Regions from separate parts of the Macaca mulatta genome. Here region 1 is linked to region 2. A link is a contact called in public Hi-C data. All regions are on one chromosome and are shown on one strand. The core of a region is the stretch at or near the end of the contact, and the rest is flanking DNA. Distances in the headings are between cores, read along the strand shown.

Evidence for each region. Hi-C and Micro-C count contacts between places; a contact is called where the count stands out from the background.
Region 1: a Hi-C map of fetal cortical plate shows a contact between it and region 2, with 5 times the contacts expected there. The contact joins two enhancer-like sites. A contact is called at or near these places in 9 of 14 Hi-C or Micro-C datasets (CD4 T cells, blood, cortical neurons and 5 more).

The regions. Positions count from the first base shown.
Region 1 is chr7:164,423,193-164,426,961 of T2T-MMU8v2.0, reverse strand. DGLUCY (D-glutamate cyclase) reads right to left here. Exons shown (of 13, transcript XR_013396483.1): 4 at 1,905-2,103. Among named protein-coding and RNA genes, the nearest start is that of GPR68, 93 kb to the left of the region's middle. Within about 2 kb of position 1,486, at least 6 of the 40 cell types and tissues checked have an H3K27ac peak or open chromatin away from gene starts, as enhancers often do.
Region 2 is chr7:164,146,286-164,149,919 of T2T-MMU8v2.0, reverse strand. RPS6KA5 (ribosomal protein S6 kinase A5) reads left to right here. Exons shown (of 17, transcript XM_077941612.1): 9 at 2,838-2,999. Among named protein-coding and RNA genes, the nearest start is that of TTC7B, 88 kb to the right of the region's middle. Within about 2 kb of position 2,234, at least 2 of the 40 cell types and tissues checked have an H3K27ac peak or open chromatin away from gene starts, as enhancers often do.

The DNA of each region.
Region 1 (3,769 bases), core at 237-2,736, 280 kb before region 2:
CAAAAATAAAATAAAATAAAGAAGGGAGAGAGAGAGGGAGGGAGGGAGGGAGGGTGGGAGGGAGAGAGGGAAAAGAAAAACGTACTTTTTTTTCTATCCAGTATCATGGAGGCTCTGAATTTCTCCAGGGACTGCAAGGGTCGTGGACCACAGGTAAACAGCCTCTGGTGAATCAGGGGCAGAGGGAGGCAACGGAGAACATCACAGTAGGAGCTGATGTCCACTCTGCCTTCTGAATCCACACCAGCGACAAGCCTGTCCCCAGACCCCAGGGAGCATGGCCTGGTTCCTCCTGCCTTAACAGATGTTGCCTGCTTTGATCGGTGTGACTTTCATTGGTGTTTCGCTCCCCTACCCCACCTTCTGAATGGTTTCTGGTGCCTGCAATAGAGCTTATGAAAGATTTAGGACATGGCCAGGACTGTAATCCACTGTGAAGTCTTGGCCACCACCTAAAGAGCTTGCTATCACCACCCTGGCGGCAGCAGGATGGAACCTCAGGGTGCCTGCCAGCAGTGTCTGCATAATAGCACCCAGGAGAGGGGACGTGCTGGAGCCACTGGTAGACCCAGGCAGTGCTCCCCGAGGCTGAGACACATTCCGTCTGGGGGTGGCCAGTGGAATCCCAGATGGCTGCCTGGCCATCTCTCCCTGGAGCCCACGGGCAGAGGGGTCGATATTAGACTGAAAGTTATTTGATAAGCATCGGGGTTAGTGAGGCCGTGTTGAGCACTTACTATGGGCACTTACTTGTACCTTTGTAGGCAACAAATAGCTTCCATATCAGCAGACCCTGTGACTGCAAAGCATCATTTAGTTGTCACATCTCTGCTATTGACATTGTACAGATGGGAGCCAGGAGTTCCGGGTTCCCATCGAGCTTTGGGACTTGGGCAAGTCCTTTTCTCTCTTTAGACCTCGGTTTCCTCATCTAAAATGAGAATCTGCATGTGGAGCCATGGCGCCCTCTCAGCTCCCACCTCCTACAAAGAGCGGTGTGTTCCAGAGCCAGAGCCTGCCGTGGGTGCCCGCCAGCCGCTGGGGTCCCATCCCCACCCTTCCCTAGCTTCAAGAGAACCGCTCGGGCACACACTTCACCCATGAGGGCAGCACAGACTATGGGTAGCTTTGTTTCTGATCAGAGGCAGCTGGGGCCTCTCTGGCAGGAGCCCAAACCAAGACATTTTAATAAATGTCCCAGAGTCCAAGACAAAATCTCTGATCCAAGTCCTCCATAAATAAAGAAACCTGGAGCCTGGCTGTTTATGCTGGCTGACCACTGCTGGAGCACAGCGAACTCTCAGACTTCACCAACAGATGTCCAGGAAGGGTCTGTGGAACCAGGGAGTCGAGTGCACTCACCTTGACAAGTAAGGGCTGGAAGAGGCACAGCAGGCACGTCCCAGAGAGGCTGGCTGTGCTGTGTTTGTGACTGCCAGAGGCAACCTCCGGCCAGGAACATGACCCGGCTTTCTGGACAGTGACCTAACCCAGGAGGAACTGCCTGGCCGAGGCTCTGCCACAAATCCCTGGGTATTGACAGAGCCAGGCTCATTCCCCGTGGCTGAGGCTCACCCGAGCCAGGGAGGATTCATAAAAATCTTGCTGAGGTGCCTGAAGTTAAAGGAGCCAGAGAAATCCCAAGCGGGTTTGGTTTACGGCACTGAACCACGAAGAAGGACCACACTGGGTGCTCACGGCGGTCCCAGAGGTGCGTGGGACCAAAGCTGGCTCAAAGAGATCGATCATTTCTCCTGGGCTGCACAGCTAGAAAGTGGCTGAGCTGGGGCTGGAGCTTAGGTTTTCTACCTCCCGTGCCCGTGTTCTCTCTGCCCCAGGAAGATGTAAGTTGATCTGCATTTTCAGGCCATTCTGCCCTTGTGGGTTGTGGGCTGTGTCCCTACCTTGTATGCAGCCGCCTGGCTGTGACCTGCTGGGTCTCTTCTGGGGAGCCCTGCTTTCTCCAAGGCCTCCTCCAGGGAGAAGCTGCAGCCCAAGAGGAAGGCCACCATGTCCTTCAGCTGCTCTGAGTACCGCTCCAGCGAAGCCAGGCTGCCGGTGCAGGCACCGAACTCGTATTTCCAGAACTGGGGACAGTCCATCCTGTAGACACAAGGGGAAAGCTGGCAGGGCCCCAGACCCTCACTGTGGCCCCTGATACTACACTATAGAAGGACTGTGGAGAGAGAAGAGGATGTCTAGTGCTGAAATTTCCAGCCCTGGCACCTGGGTAGGGAGCATAGTTTTCAGCAGGGGGCCTTGTTGGCATCCTTCAAACGTCCTCAGATCAGAAACGATTAAATCAGCATGTATAGAGCACACCCCCACCTCCCAGCCAGTGTGTCTCCTATACCCGCAATCCAAGACAAGCCAAACCACCAAGAAAAGCAAATGGTGGCCGGGAACAGTGGCTCATGCCTGTAATCCCAGCACTTTGGGAGTCCGAGGCGGGAAGGTCACTTGAGCTCTGGAGTTCAAGACGAGACTGGGCAACATGGTGAAACCCCGTCTATACTAAAAATACAAAAATTAGCCAGGCACGGTGGCACACAGCTGCACATCCCAGCTACTCAGGAGGCTGAGGCAGGAGAATCGCTTGAAACTGGGAGGTGGAGGTTGCAGTAAGCCGAGATCGCGCCACTGCACTCCAACCTGGGCAACAGAGTGAGACTGTCTCAAAAAAAAAAGAAGAAGAAAAGTAAATGGTGCCCTCTCTGCTATGGAGATAGGGCCAGTAGCCCAAGGGAACAGAGAACATGTGTCTTGGGGAACGTCTCAGTGCCAGCAGTGGGTGACGCCTTTCTCTTCCCTTAGAGGAAACTCTTCTGTAGGGCTCAAAGCCTTCTTTGGTTACAAGCTTATTCTTTACTCACTCCAAACTCTTTTACTGAGCCATGCCTCCATGTCAGGCACATGCTAGGTGATGGGGCTAGAGTAATGGAGGACACCATCCCAGTCTTTTTTTTTTTTTTTTTTTTAATGTTTTTTTGATTTTTTGAGATGGAGTCTCGCTCTGTAGCCCAGCCTGGAGTGCAATGGCGTGATCTTGGCTCACTGCAACCTCCGCCTCCCAGGTTCAAGTGATTCTCCCACCTCAGCCTCCCGAGTAGCTGAGATTATAGGCCCACGCCACCATGCCTGGCTAATTTTTGTATTTTTAGTAGAGACAGGGTTTCACCATGTTGGCCATGCTGGTCTCGTATTCCTCATCTCAGGTGATCTGCCCTCCTTGGCCTTCCAAAGTGCTGGGATTAGAGGCGTGAGCCACCGTGCCTGGCCCATCCCAGTGTTTAAAGAGCTCATAATCCTACATTGATAGGTGAGACTTCATTGAAAACAGATACCGGCAATACACAGCAGTGAATGTCAACAGTCTGGGTAGCGTGACACAGAGAAGGGGGAAATCAATTCTCTTCCACAAAGGAGTTAGGTGCTGGGTCTTGAGGCATGAATAGGAGTTTGCTAGTTGGGCAAGGAAGAAGGCACACCCAGGCAGAGGAAGCGGCACGTGGAAGCCCACTGGGCGATCTGCTCTAGGAGTCTCCAAGCTGGCAGCACAGGAGGCACCAGGGAAAAATGTAAAGGCACAATCGTGGACCCAGATGGGGTCTCCAAAGGACCTTCCCATCCTAAAATGATCATGACAGAAAGTTCCTGGGGAGCTTTCTGTCTCGGGAGCTGGTTGGGGATGACTGGAGTGTCAGGGGTCAGGGGAGAAACTGAGCTGGGACCAGGTCACCATGGATCTTGAGATCAGGCTGAGGTCCAA
Region 2 (3,634 bases), core at 985-3,484:
GACTACAGGCGCCCGCCACCATGCCCGGCTAATTTTTTTTGTATTTTTAGTAGAGACGGGGTTTCACCGTATTAGCCAGGATGGTCTCAATCTCCTGACCTCGTGATCCACCCACCTTGGCCTCCCAAAGTGCTGGGATTACAGGCGTGAGCCACCGTGCCCGGCCTTTTTTGTTTGTTTTTAACGATAGGGACCCTTTAGGTAGGGTCAAACTCTCCTTGTATAAACATAAATGGTCTTTTTCTCCCTCAATGGAGCAGGAGTGGGGAGGATCATAATAGCATTCAATTTTCTACATACTCATTCATTAGAGTTTCTAGGGGGTGGTTTCCATTTATGATCTTGAGATCTAGCCATATGGACTAAGGAGACTTTTACTGTACTTTTTACTTCTGTTTCAGTTCATGAGCTATTACCGCCACTATGTTTCACCTTTTAGATAGTGATTTCATCACTTCCTCTTTTCCCAGAAGTAATCTTTAAAAATTTTAGATTTACCTATTTCTCAGTTACATATTCATGACACAAAGAGAGTTATTCATTTATTTCCTTTGTCCTGTGACAGTGCTTCTCTTATTCTGAAAAAGCCTAATGAGACCATTCTACTGAGGACCAACATATCTGCTCAGTTTAGTACAAAAAAAACACCAAAATATTAAACTTCTGGGAAAAATCATTTAACTGAGTTGGCTCGTTATTTCCAGCCTCATTCGTCAAAACTGGGGATGCCATGGCTTTGATTTCTAAAACTCTGGAGATACAACTTTTAAATAACTTCTTCTTATCAATAAGCCTGACCTAAATATTTATGGTCTAAAGGGACCATCTGGTTTTATTTTTTATTCTGTAAATTAAACTTTTACATGATTATCACCAAAACAAATGAAAATAATATATCAAAATGAAGAAAATCTCTTTTGTCAGTTAAGCTTCATGTTGTTATTTATTATTTTTTAAATATATAGAAACAAATATTGGTTAGAAATGAGAATTATCTCTGCACTTCTATGCTCAAAAAAAGGCATATTTTTCTTAGTCTATCAATGTAATTATTTTTTTTAAATACTGCACATCTTACAGAAGTTCAGTAACATAGTGAGAAATATATTTAGAATAAAATAAACCTCTCATATGCATTTCATAGATTCACATGGCTTGGAAGGATTACTCTTTGAACAAACTTTCACATATCTTGTTCAGAAGTTTATCTCAAAAGTTAACAGTAAAATTTAAGAAACAAGTCAAGCAAAGTACCCCCGACCATATTTTCCTAAGATCTTTTTCTCCATGGCTCCCTGTATTTGGGAATATTGCAGTTTGTCTTTCATATTAGAGAAATTTCTCTTTTCAGTAGCTTGAAATAGTAATTTTAGATTACTTAATTGCCTTGACGTTTTAAATGATAGGACACTTTTGGAGAGACCAGAATTCTACTTGTAAAGGCCTAAATGGGCTTTTTCTCTGTAAGTGGTGCGGAGGTGGAAAGGATCATAATAGCATTCCATTTTCTACATATTAAACATTCTCCTGCTAACAACCTGTTTCTTTAAATTACCCCTTTCCTCTAGAAGTTTCTTTTAATATATGTACAATAGCCAAGCACAAGTTATGTGCTTGTAATGGAAAACATTACAGCTGCAGAGAGAAAAAAACACTAACTAGAAAGTCAAGAGACTATGTTCAAATCCTGACTCTTCCATCAACTGCGTTTGAGTGAAAAGGTTATTTCTTATTTCTCGGCCTCAGTTTCACTGGATCAAATAAAGGAGATGAACTAAATGATCTCAATTCCATTTTAGCTGAGAAATTTGGAGATCTGTAATTTAATTATTTTGTTTCTATTGCATCTACAAGACAACATAATAAAAACATTTTATGGTAATTGATTAAACTTACTGAATTTTATCAACCAAGAAGTGCACATTTTCATATTTTACTGTCACTGAAATCAGTATGCATGTTACAATGACCATCACCTTATATTCTTATGATTAATACTTTTTTCTTCTTAATGATACATAAAATAATTGTGTATCTTACTATCAGTAATGGCATCTTAGATTTGAAGAAATATGGTAGTAGGAGATCTGTAGGATTTAATTCAGTAAGTGTTACCTGAGATTGTTTTAAATGATAGAAGGAGCACAAAGAAACAGAGTAAAGGGTTGGATTTCAGTAATATAACTCAGTAAGTGACCTAGAGGGAAAAGGGGCTTGCATTATTCTATGGGGGATGTAAGAGGTAGTGTTTAAAATGCTTGAACACAGTTGAATAAGTGATCACATCCGTATAATGGTATCATTTGAACTTCTAGACATAGGCACATGCATGATTACTTATTTTGCAGTCTGTCCGGATGCCCAGGAGGAAAAGCAAGTGCAGGCGGAGAGCTAAGTAACACTGCCTCTAGAAAATAGGAATGTTCCTTTAGAGCTAATATCCTCATCTGTAGAGCATTTGGAAACCCTTTATTTCAGTTTTTTATTTTGTTTTGGGTTTTTTGCTTGTTTTCTTTTTGGCTTAGCACCTTTCTGAAGAGGCTCAGGACAAAAGTATTTTTCTGTTATCTTTAAAGGTAAACTAGGGTGTCTTGGTGCCCTCCAGAGGACACTCTGAGATTCAACAGCGATAGTCTCATCTTTGAGGCACAGCATTGGTTGGAGATATAAACTGCTGTGATCTTGCTTGGAAAAAATATATTTTTTATTATTGATGTAAAATATGTTCCCTTATTTTTATCCTCTCTCCCTACCAGTCAAAATCCTAATTTATCTTTGCTATTCTTAGAAAATATGTTTTGACTGTTGATTTCTACTTTGTACCAACTTTGTTTTAGAAAATAAATTGGGATGATTTAGCCGCCAAAAAAGTGCCTGCACCATTTAAGCCGGTCATTCGAGATGAATTAGACGTGAGTAACTTTGCAGAAGAGTTCACAGAAATGGATCCCACTTATTCTCCTGCAGCCCTGCCCCAGAGCTCTGAGAAGCTGTTTCAGGTAATTTCCCAGCCTGTGCACATGTACATTGGCCATATGTCCTTTGAAAGAAAAGATTAAATTTCCCATATTGAAGTAGTTTTGTTGGCACCGTAAAAACAGGATTCTTTAATATCTTCTAAATTATTAAGTGCAGAAATATTGCAGATTGTTAACCGAAGCTTACAGTTTGCTCAATAGCAGATATTGTTGATGTGATTATTTTTGATATAAGGGAAGTTTTAATTTTATACCTGAAATTTTATTTTTGTTCAGACTCTTTTATAGAAAATACAATAATCTTTTATTTTACCTCTATTCATATTAAAAAATTTTTTCTTTATGCATACAGGGTCTCACTCCGATGACTGGAGTGCAGCAGTGCTGTCCTAGCTCACTGCAGCCTCAGACTCCTAGGCTCAAGCAATCCTCTCACCTTAGCCTCTGGGATAGCTGAGACCACAGGTGCAAACCAGCACACCCAGCTAATTTTTCTATTTTTTGCAGAGATAGGGTCTTGCTATGTTGCCTAAGCTGGTCTTGAACTCCTGGCCTCAAGTGACCCTCCTGCCTTGGCCTCCCAAAGTGCTGGAATTACAGGCATAAGCTACCACATCCAGCCTTGGCCTCCCAAAGTGCTGGGATTACAGGCATGA